2 separate regions of the Zea mays genome follow, and region 1 is linked to region 2. The links are chromatin contacts, called in public Hi-C maps. All regions are on one chromosome and are shown on one strand. Each heading gives the region's core, a stretch centred on a gene start, on an enhancer-like site or on the middle of the called end of the contact. The rest is flanking DNA. Distances are from core to core; before and after follow the strand shown. Region 1 holds the start of LOC100273022. Region 2 holds the start of LOC103648233 (zinc ion binding).

Evidence for each region. A called contact is a pair of places that touch in the nucleus more often than the background predicts.
Region 1: a contact with region 2 is called in a Hi-C map of bundle sheath, with 1.9 times the contacts expected there. The contact joins the promoter of LOC100273022 here to the promoter of LOC103648233 in region 2. A contact is called at or near these places in 3 of 25 Hi-C or Micro-C datasets (bundle sheath, ear and leaf).

What each region holds. Positions count from the first base shown.
Region 1 is chr2:239,106,072-239,110,466 of Zm-B73-REFERENCE-NAM-5.0, reverse strand. LOC100273022 reads left to right here and starts at 2,386. Exons shown (of 1, transcript NM_001367776.1): 1 at 2,386-4,395. The coding sequence starts at 2,393.
Region 2 is chr2:238,818,146-238,822,165 of Zm-B73-REFERENCE-NAM-5.0, reverse strand. It overlaps LOC103648233 (zinc ion binding), which reads left to right and starts at 2,104. Exons shown (of 6, transcript XM_008672725.3): 1 at 2,104-2,776.

The DNA of each region.
Region 1 (4,395 bases), core at 1,137-3,636, 290 kb before region 2:
GCTCCATTTCTCCAAGCGACAACCTAACAACCTACAAATAATCCTATAGAAAACTGTGCTCATTCATATGTTGTCGTGTTCTGAAAAAGAAAAAGAAAAAGAAAAAAAACTGTTGAAGACTTGGGAAGAAACTACTCCGCCCAGTGGCGTAGACAGTGGGTGGTCCGGGTGGGCCATGGCATATCCTAAGCCGGCCCACCAGATCACCAGTCCACCAAGATCTATATAAAAAATATTAATATATATTATATTTGCATTCTAATATATACATTTATAGACTTAAATATTAAATCTATAGTGTTATATGCTATTTTTATCTTTATATTTTGAACTATATGCCAAATTATTATATATTATATTAAATTATTTATAAAAAATTCTAATGGCATACCTCACGAAAAAATTCTAGCTACGCCACTGACTCCGCCTACTGGCTACTTATTTTCTGACATATATTCTCATGAATGCTTCCAAAGAAGATAAGAACAAGTGGGTCAGAAAGGTGGCAATAAAAAGTACTACGCGCGGGGGGCCAAAATCTGGCTAGCTAGCACTCGTTCCAGAGAAACTTTGACCACGAGCACGGAGCATGCACCTTTGTTGGCCTTGGCATCTTTATATCAATAAAAAAGTGGAAAGGTTCTAGGTATAAAGGCCCAATAAACACAAGGTCCGCGAGTCCGGCACGAAGCCCGCTGTTTTGGCTTGGTTCGAGCCCGGCACAGCCTTATTCTATGCGGGTCCGGGCCGGCCTGGCACGAATAAGCGGGCTGGGCTCGGACAGAAAATTAGGCACGGTAGGCTAGCCCGGCAGGGGCCGTTTATCTCTAAGCCCGTTAAACCCGTTTTTTGCACTAAAACATGTTTACCGGTACACTTAACCCGCTTTTCGGCCCGCTTTTTTCCTGCTAAACGGGCCGGGCCCGCTGCGGGTCGAGCTCGGACAGGAAATCGAGACCGCGGACTTAGACGGCCCAGCCCCGGTTTTCTAATCGTGTCTGGCAGGTCGTGCCCAAAATGAGCCGGACTTCATCGGACAGGGCCGGACGGTCCGTTTGGCCATCTCTAGTTCTAGGACATGAATAAGAGGACTGGATTAGTTTCCATTCAGACCTCTGCTGATATGAAGTTATGTATGTTGGGGACTTTTTCTCAAATGCTTCGAATTAAGAACAAGGCAACATAAAATGTTAAATGTTAATGACCTTCGTCCATTGAAGCATTATCTCCCCAGGGACACAATGCACTTTGGACGAAGGTCATGAGCAATAATCAGAATTGTAAGATAATAAGAGATGTAATATAAAATATACAACATGAAGGAATAATATGTCAAAACACATAAACTTATTTATATATTTTATTATATAAATTCAAATATCAAAAATATAACATTTAATTACATTTATACTTTCGTCTTGGCAGAAGGCAATAATCCAGGTGACGCGTGCAAGTGATTACAAGATTACGTGAACAGTACAAGGGGAAAGAGGTTGATGGAATTACACCATCACATGTTAAGTGTTAACTACATATATACCTGTTTAAGTGTTAGCTACATATAACTACAATATCCATTCCCTGACATATATACATATAAGGCTAAATTCTTCCTACCCATACCGCACTATGCAACCACCTCACCAAGCTGGTTTCATACCCTACTTTTTTTATCTCTCGCAACGGTTCCTTCTAAATACACCCCATGTATCTCACTATAAACATAAAATATCATTTTCTTTTCCTACTTTCCACCCATTACTATTTTTTTTATCTATTCTGATAAATACTCACGTGTACGTAAAACGAGGAGTGGCTGCCGGTACCCTGTGCAGGTCTTCCGACAGTGGTCAGCTGGTCAAGTGGCGTCCACGTCTTATTATTAGACTGGAAGAAGGGACACGGTTTCGTCTCTCGTTGGGAGTGGGACCAAGCTCGCTCAAAAGCTCATCTCAACCAACATGGTGCCAGGAGATGTGACAAGCGGTCAACAATGGCTGCCCTGGTCTTGCTCCATTGTTTTTTCCCCACTTGATGAGGCGAGAAGGAATCTCGATCGATCGATCGCGTGTGTGAACGATTGACCTGGATCGTGACCAGCGCAGCACGCGTTCACATTGCTTATGATTGGTTTAGTGCGTCCGCACGTCCAATCCATACGAGCCCACCTATTTCTGGCTTATATGCCGATTTTTGAATAACTTATTTTACATCAACTCATGCGGCCAATATATACAATTAAACATATGCTAAGTTAAAGTTAAAGCACGCGATAATTTAGGATAGACTGATGCGGGTAACCACTAACCAATGACATGGATTATTACTAGTCCCTTCTTATATATCATCCCCTCGGACCCCTCCCCTTCTCATAACGGCAGGGCATGCATGCATGCGTGCACAGAGACACCCACATCTCTCGTTCACCATGCCTGCTTCACCCTACAGCTACACACTACTGGTCGGGCTTTTCCTCGTCTCCCTGCTGCTGCACAGCCCCAGGCCGTGCTCTTGTGCGAATTACCACACTCTCGCGGCGGGCCAGGCGCTCGCTGTCGGCGACACCCTCGTCTCCAGGAACGGCAAGTTCGCGCTCGGCTTCTTCCCGTCCGGCACCACCACCACACCCGCCGCCAGTAAGTCCTCCTCCTCCTCTGACAACAACAGCAACACCACCGCCGTCTCCAACTGGTACCTAGGCATCTGGTTCAACAAGATCCCAGTCTTCACTCCGGTCTGGATTGCTAACCGGGATGACCCGTTCACCGACCCAGACGCAGACCCCAATAATAAGCTCCTCCCCAAACGGACTCTGCAAATCTCTAGAGACGGGAACCTTGTAGTAGTCCAGGAGGACAACAACGCTCCTCAAAGAACTGAAACCCTAGTCGTTTGGTCCACCACCACCACCAGCAGCAACACCACCAGCACCAACACCAACAACACCAGCACCAACACCACCAACACCGTCGCCGAGCTCACCCACAATGGCAACCTGGTGGTGCGCGACGCCTCGGCCTCGGACGCGTCCAAGGTCCGGTGGCAGAGCTTCGACTACCCAACAGACGTGTACCTCCCGGGATCCAAGCTGGGCAGGAACAAGGTGACGGGGTTGAACCGCGTCTTCGTGTCGAGGAAGAACAGGGCGAACCCGGCCCGCGGCTCCTACTGCGTCGGGGTGGACTCACGGTTCTCCCAGGGGATCATACTCAGCCAGTGCTCCTCTTCCGTCGTGTACTGGGCGTCGGGCACATTCTCACTGTCGGACGTGGATCCCAGCGACAGCGGCTTCATCAGCTACAACCAGATCGACAACGCCCAGGAGCAGTACTACATCTACACCATACCCAACGACACCCTCTCCGTGTACACCGCCGTGGAGACCTCTGGCCAGATCAAGGGGCGCGTGTGGGTGGAGAGCAGCCACGCCTGGCGAGACTTCTACACCCAGCCCATGAATCCCTGCAGCGTCCACGCTGCCTGTGGACCTTTCACTGTCTGCACCACCACCGGCGGCGGCGACAACAACGCGAACATGTCCTGCGATTGCATGGAGGGATTCTCTATCAGGTCGCCCAGTGAATGGGACCTCGACGATCGAGCGGGAGGGTGCACGAGGAACAACCAACTCGATTGCGCCACGGACAGGTTCTTGCCCGTGCCTGGCGTTCAGTTGGCCTACGACCCCGTGCCCATGAAAGCAACTGACGCTGATGGATGTGGCCAGGCTTGTGCCACTGATTGCTCTTGCACTGCTTACTCATATGCTAGCACTACTGGTGGTGGTGGTGGTGGGTGCTCTATCTGGCGTGGAGAATTGCTTAACACCGCAACAGCAAGTACCACCGGCGACACTCTCTACCTTCGCCTCTCTGCCAAGGATCTGCAGACGCTGAGAGAGAACCAAAGATCAGGCCGCCCATCTAAGGCGACAGTTGTTACTGCTGCAAGCATTGCGGCCGGTGGTTTTGTGATAATTGCGCTCATCGTACTACTCGTTTGCAGCTGGAGGAGAACAAGCAACACCCAAGATTGCGATGGGACGATTATTAGATCATTCACGTATAGTCACCTACGCCACGCGACAAGAAACTTCTCTGACAGGCTAGGAGGCGGCGGATTTGGTTCTGTGTACAAGGGAACGATTCTAGGGAGGGACGACGATGGTTCCGCGGTCACTACTATAGCGGTGAAAAGACTACTAGATGGTGCTCGTCAGGGAGAGAAGCAATTCAGGGCTGAGGTGAGTTCGATAGGCCTGATCCAGCATATCAACCTGGTGAAACTGGTCGGTTTCTGCTGCGAGAGCGATAAAAGGTTGCTAGTGTACGAGCACATGGTCAATGGTTCTCTCGACGTCCATCTGTTCAATAGTAATGGCGGCGGTGGTGGTGG
Region 2 (4,020 bases), core at 855-3,354:
TGAACAATAATTCAACCAACAATAATAATGGAACATGATCATAATTCATATATAATATTAACCCAAAAACCAGGTAGGGCAATAACAAGTCTATCCAATAGTTCATTTGTTTTCAAGGTGTAGGGTGAACAAAACTAGGGTAACTTATTAGGTCACATCCAATTAACCTGAGCATATCACAGTGATTAACATGATATTATTAGGTAAAAAAGAGTGATAAAGGGCATAACTTGCCTTTTTTGTGCAACTCCAGGTACTTCTTAATTTAGTCTTCAGGTTACCCGTGACCTCGCTGCTACACGTAGCAATACATACAAATAGACAAGAAGTACATAAAAATAAAATTACATCAAACATGAGAAAACAACTGTGTAATAATATTTCATGCGTCGCTACGAGGTCGAAGGTTCGAGGAATACTAAAATATGAGTTATGATTGTGAACATATAATTTTTGAAAGATATACATGATTAAACAATAACACAAGGTTCAATGTTGATTATAATTCATATGATAAAGATATTCTAAAATAACTATCTTAATCTTAATCTAGGTTATAACTTGATTAGAGATATTATTTTAGTTAAGTTATGGATTGGAGTAAAATATTATATTAACCTTAGATTATAAAAGATAACATAGGTTAATAAAATATATAATTATATAAAAATATATGACATAGTACAAATAATATTTTTACTGTGTAGACAATTTTATTACGAGGCTAACGCAACTGGAACAGGTTAAATCGTCGCCAAAAGGAGTAAGTTATGGACTATACAAGTTTCCATGGTATTTGGTATTAATTTTATACCTAGAAATAACCTACCGGGCTGATTCGCAAAGTCTTAATTTACTTTTATTTATTTTGATTGATTTTAAGGACGGCGGGTTGGTTTTAACAAAGAACATAGCTCTTTTGGAAAATGCCCTGCCTATTATTCCCACTAGAGATGTTAATATAGAATTCCCCACCAGGGATTAACTCCCCGGACCCGTACTCATGAGCACAGACCCGCTCCCATCCCTGAACCGAAAATCTTCCCATAACCATCCCCGACCGGGTACCAAATACCCATGGGGACCCGTATCCGACCCGACTATTCAACATTTCAGAATTTCAGCATATGGACACAACACAATTCAACATTTTAGCATGCATATTTTGTAGTTTCATTAACATACTAATGGAAAATAAATAGTGTCTTCTAGTACCACATGTCCACATATCACAAATATAGTCAAACAGTAGATAGAAATATCTCTTAGTACATATTTTATCATTGAAGCCTGGATGTTGTAGTAAATCGGGTAAAACAGCCGCATGGGTAATCGGGTTCGGATTTAGCCCTCCCAAACCTGTATCCGCCACACCCGATAGGGAAAGGATTTCTCCTAAATCTATATCCATGGGGATCAATTTTAACCCATACCCTAACCCTAATAGAGGAATTCCCGACAGGTAATCGGGTTTCAGGACCCCATTGACATCTCTAATTCCCGCGCCTTTACCGTATCCGTTCGATCGAGAATCAATGGCTCCGATTAAAACAAGTCCCATCCGAACCGGTACGTTGTTGTTAGGGATGAAAACAATTTCGGATTTTTTTCCAGTTTTTCGAAAATCGTTTTCGATTTTTTTATCCGACTCACTGATAACGGTCTTTTTCGAAAACAAATTTGGTATCAGTATTGTATTTTAGAATCGATTTCGAAATCATTTTATAGTATTACCAATTTGATTATCGATTTTAATCAGAATTTACCGAATTTAAGTCTCAGGTCCGGCTCGGCTCCTTCCCGATGGAACAACATGTGATCCATTTGTAGCTGATGAAACCGTTATCGTTGGGATCCACATCCGACATAAAGAAGTAGCAAGTAAAAAAATGTGCTATAAGTTATAAATTAGAAAATAGTATATTAATCTATAAAATTAATTTTCATTTTACATCTTATAAATTTGAAGTAGTCTTATATATAAACTTTTAAAAGTGGTGTAATATTATATTTTAAAATAATAGTCTACTCCGTTTCTGATTTCTCGAAATAAAGAAAACAAACGGGACCTAAATAATTTGTGTGCCGCAGTCACTGGTAAATTAACCCTGGGTCACCTCGATCTCTTCCGCCCCGCTGTTGCAAGATAGCACCACGTCGCCGGAAAACACAGTGACCGTCAGATCGGACAAGCAAGCGACGTCGTCCGTTCGATTGCGAATCGATGGGGGTCACCTCGTACTTGCGACTTGCAAACGCGCTCAGATTTTCCCTACGCGGCTACGCCCGCGAGCTCTTCCACTCTCAGCTCCCGTCCCGAAGCCGCACCCCCGCCAGCGGCGGCGCTCCCGCTCCCGCTCCTCCCTGCTCGGCGATTCGGCGCGGCGCCGCCACGCCTCCACCTCACGCGGCCCCGCCCTCTCGGCGCTGCTCTCTGGCCCCTGGCGGCACGCCCTTCCCTCCTCCGTTCCTCAGCCGCAAGGCGCCAAGCGGGCGGCCCTGCGTGCGCGGGCGCGGGCGCGGACCCTCCGAGGCAGCCAGACGCGGCGGCCACCGCGGATCAAGAGCGCGAGTGCCGTTCACCAGCGAGGTGGCGCGGAGAGCCGAGAGCACCAGCACAGATATAACAAGGCAGCAGCCGCCGCCGCCGCCGCCCGCCGTAACCAGGTGCCACCGGCGTGGGCGTGACCCACCACGAGGCGGTGCTGGCAACACCCGACCGTAGCGCGGCATCTCCGTCCTCGTCGTCAATCCCTGCGGGTGTGCAACAGTAGCGGTAAGGTTCCTTACTGGTTCCATGTTCTTGGTCCCCTTTCCTACCTAATGCAGTGCAGCCTTGGTGTTTGATGAAATGTGCGTGTCTGCGGTTTCACATTTAGGTCATTTACGCACCACGATGCTATTCCTGTGTTTTACAATAGTCTATTCAATTATCACTAGAAATGTGTGCCAAATAATTAGAGTAAAGTGCATTTCCGGTCGAACTTGTGCGACTGTGTAACCCGGTCCATAAGCTTTTAAAGTGATCTGTTTGGGTCTATGTTACGTCCAAAGGGATCCAAACAGACCCGATAAGAGGTCTTCTTCTTTATCGAGCCAACACGGGGAGGGACATGCGTTTGAGAGGAGCTTGCTAGCGACAACCAGCAGCTTCTTGGGCCCCACGCCAGAGCTGATCCTGTTCCTCCGCCTAGTGATCACATGGCGCCTCTGGCCATCAGCGATCACGGCGACGATGTGACGCAAAGTGGGTTCCATCGCGTCACCTGCACGACTCCTCCGATCAGGCGGAGAAAGAAAGCGAGCTCTTGATGTGGTCTTGTTCGTAGCAACAACAGCTCCACTGCTCCTTGCATCGCCTGCTGTTGTTTATCCACATAAGGACGGAGCAGCGGGCGCTCCGACAGAGGCACCTGCACGTGCTGATGCTTTCCCTGCTCCCCGCCTTCGCTGTCGTCTTCCTGCTCTTGCTGTCGAGGCCATGCACGCGTGACATGAGATTGTTCCTCACCTATTTGTGCCAACAACTCGTGCCATCTCTGCTCGGAAGCGGGCCGCGGCCACGGTGGAGAATGCTGAGGAGGCGGCCACCACCCCCACTGGCGGTGAGCCGTCGGTGCTCGACCTGCTGGAGCTGGCCATCGATTGCATTCTCGAGAAGTTGTGGCCGGCGGAGCTGCGAAGCATGGCCGCCATCTCCGGCTCCATGCACGAGCGCTGCCGTGGCGACCACCTCTGGGAGCGCCACATGACCAATAGATGGGGCCGTGTCCTGGGCCGCATCGCCAGGGACGAATGGAGGACGCACCTGGCGTCCACCAGCGAGTCCCGCGCCGCAGGCTCTGTCTCGGGCGGCGGCAAGCGCCAGAGTTGGCTCGCCACGTCGTGGGGTGATTGTCGCCGGCAAGCTCCTCTCGGACGCGTGCCCACCCCCGTGTCGGCTCGAGGAAGAAGACCTCTTACCGGGTCCGTTTGGGCGTAACAGAGACCCAAACAAGATTAAACTTTTAAGAGACACTT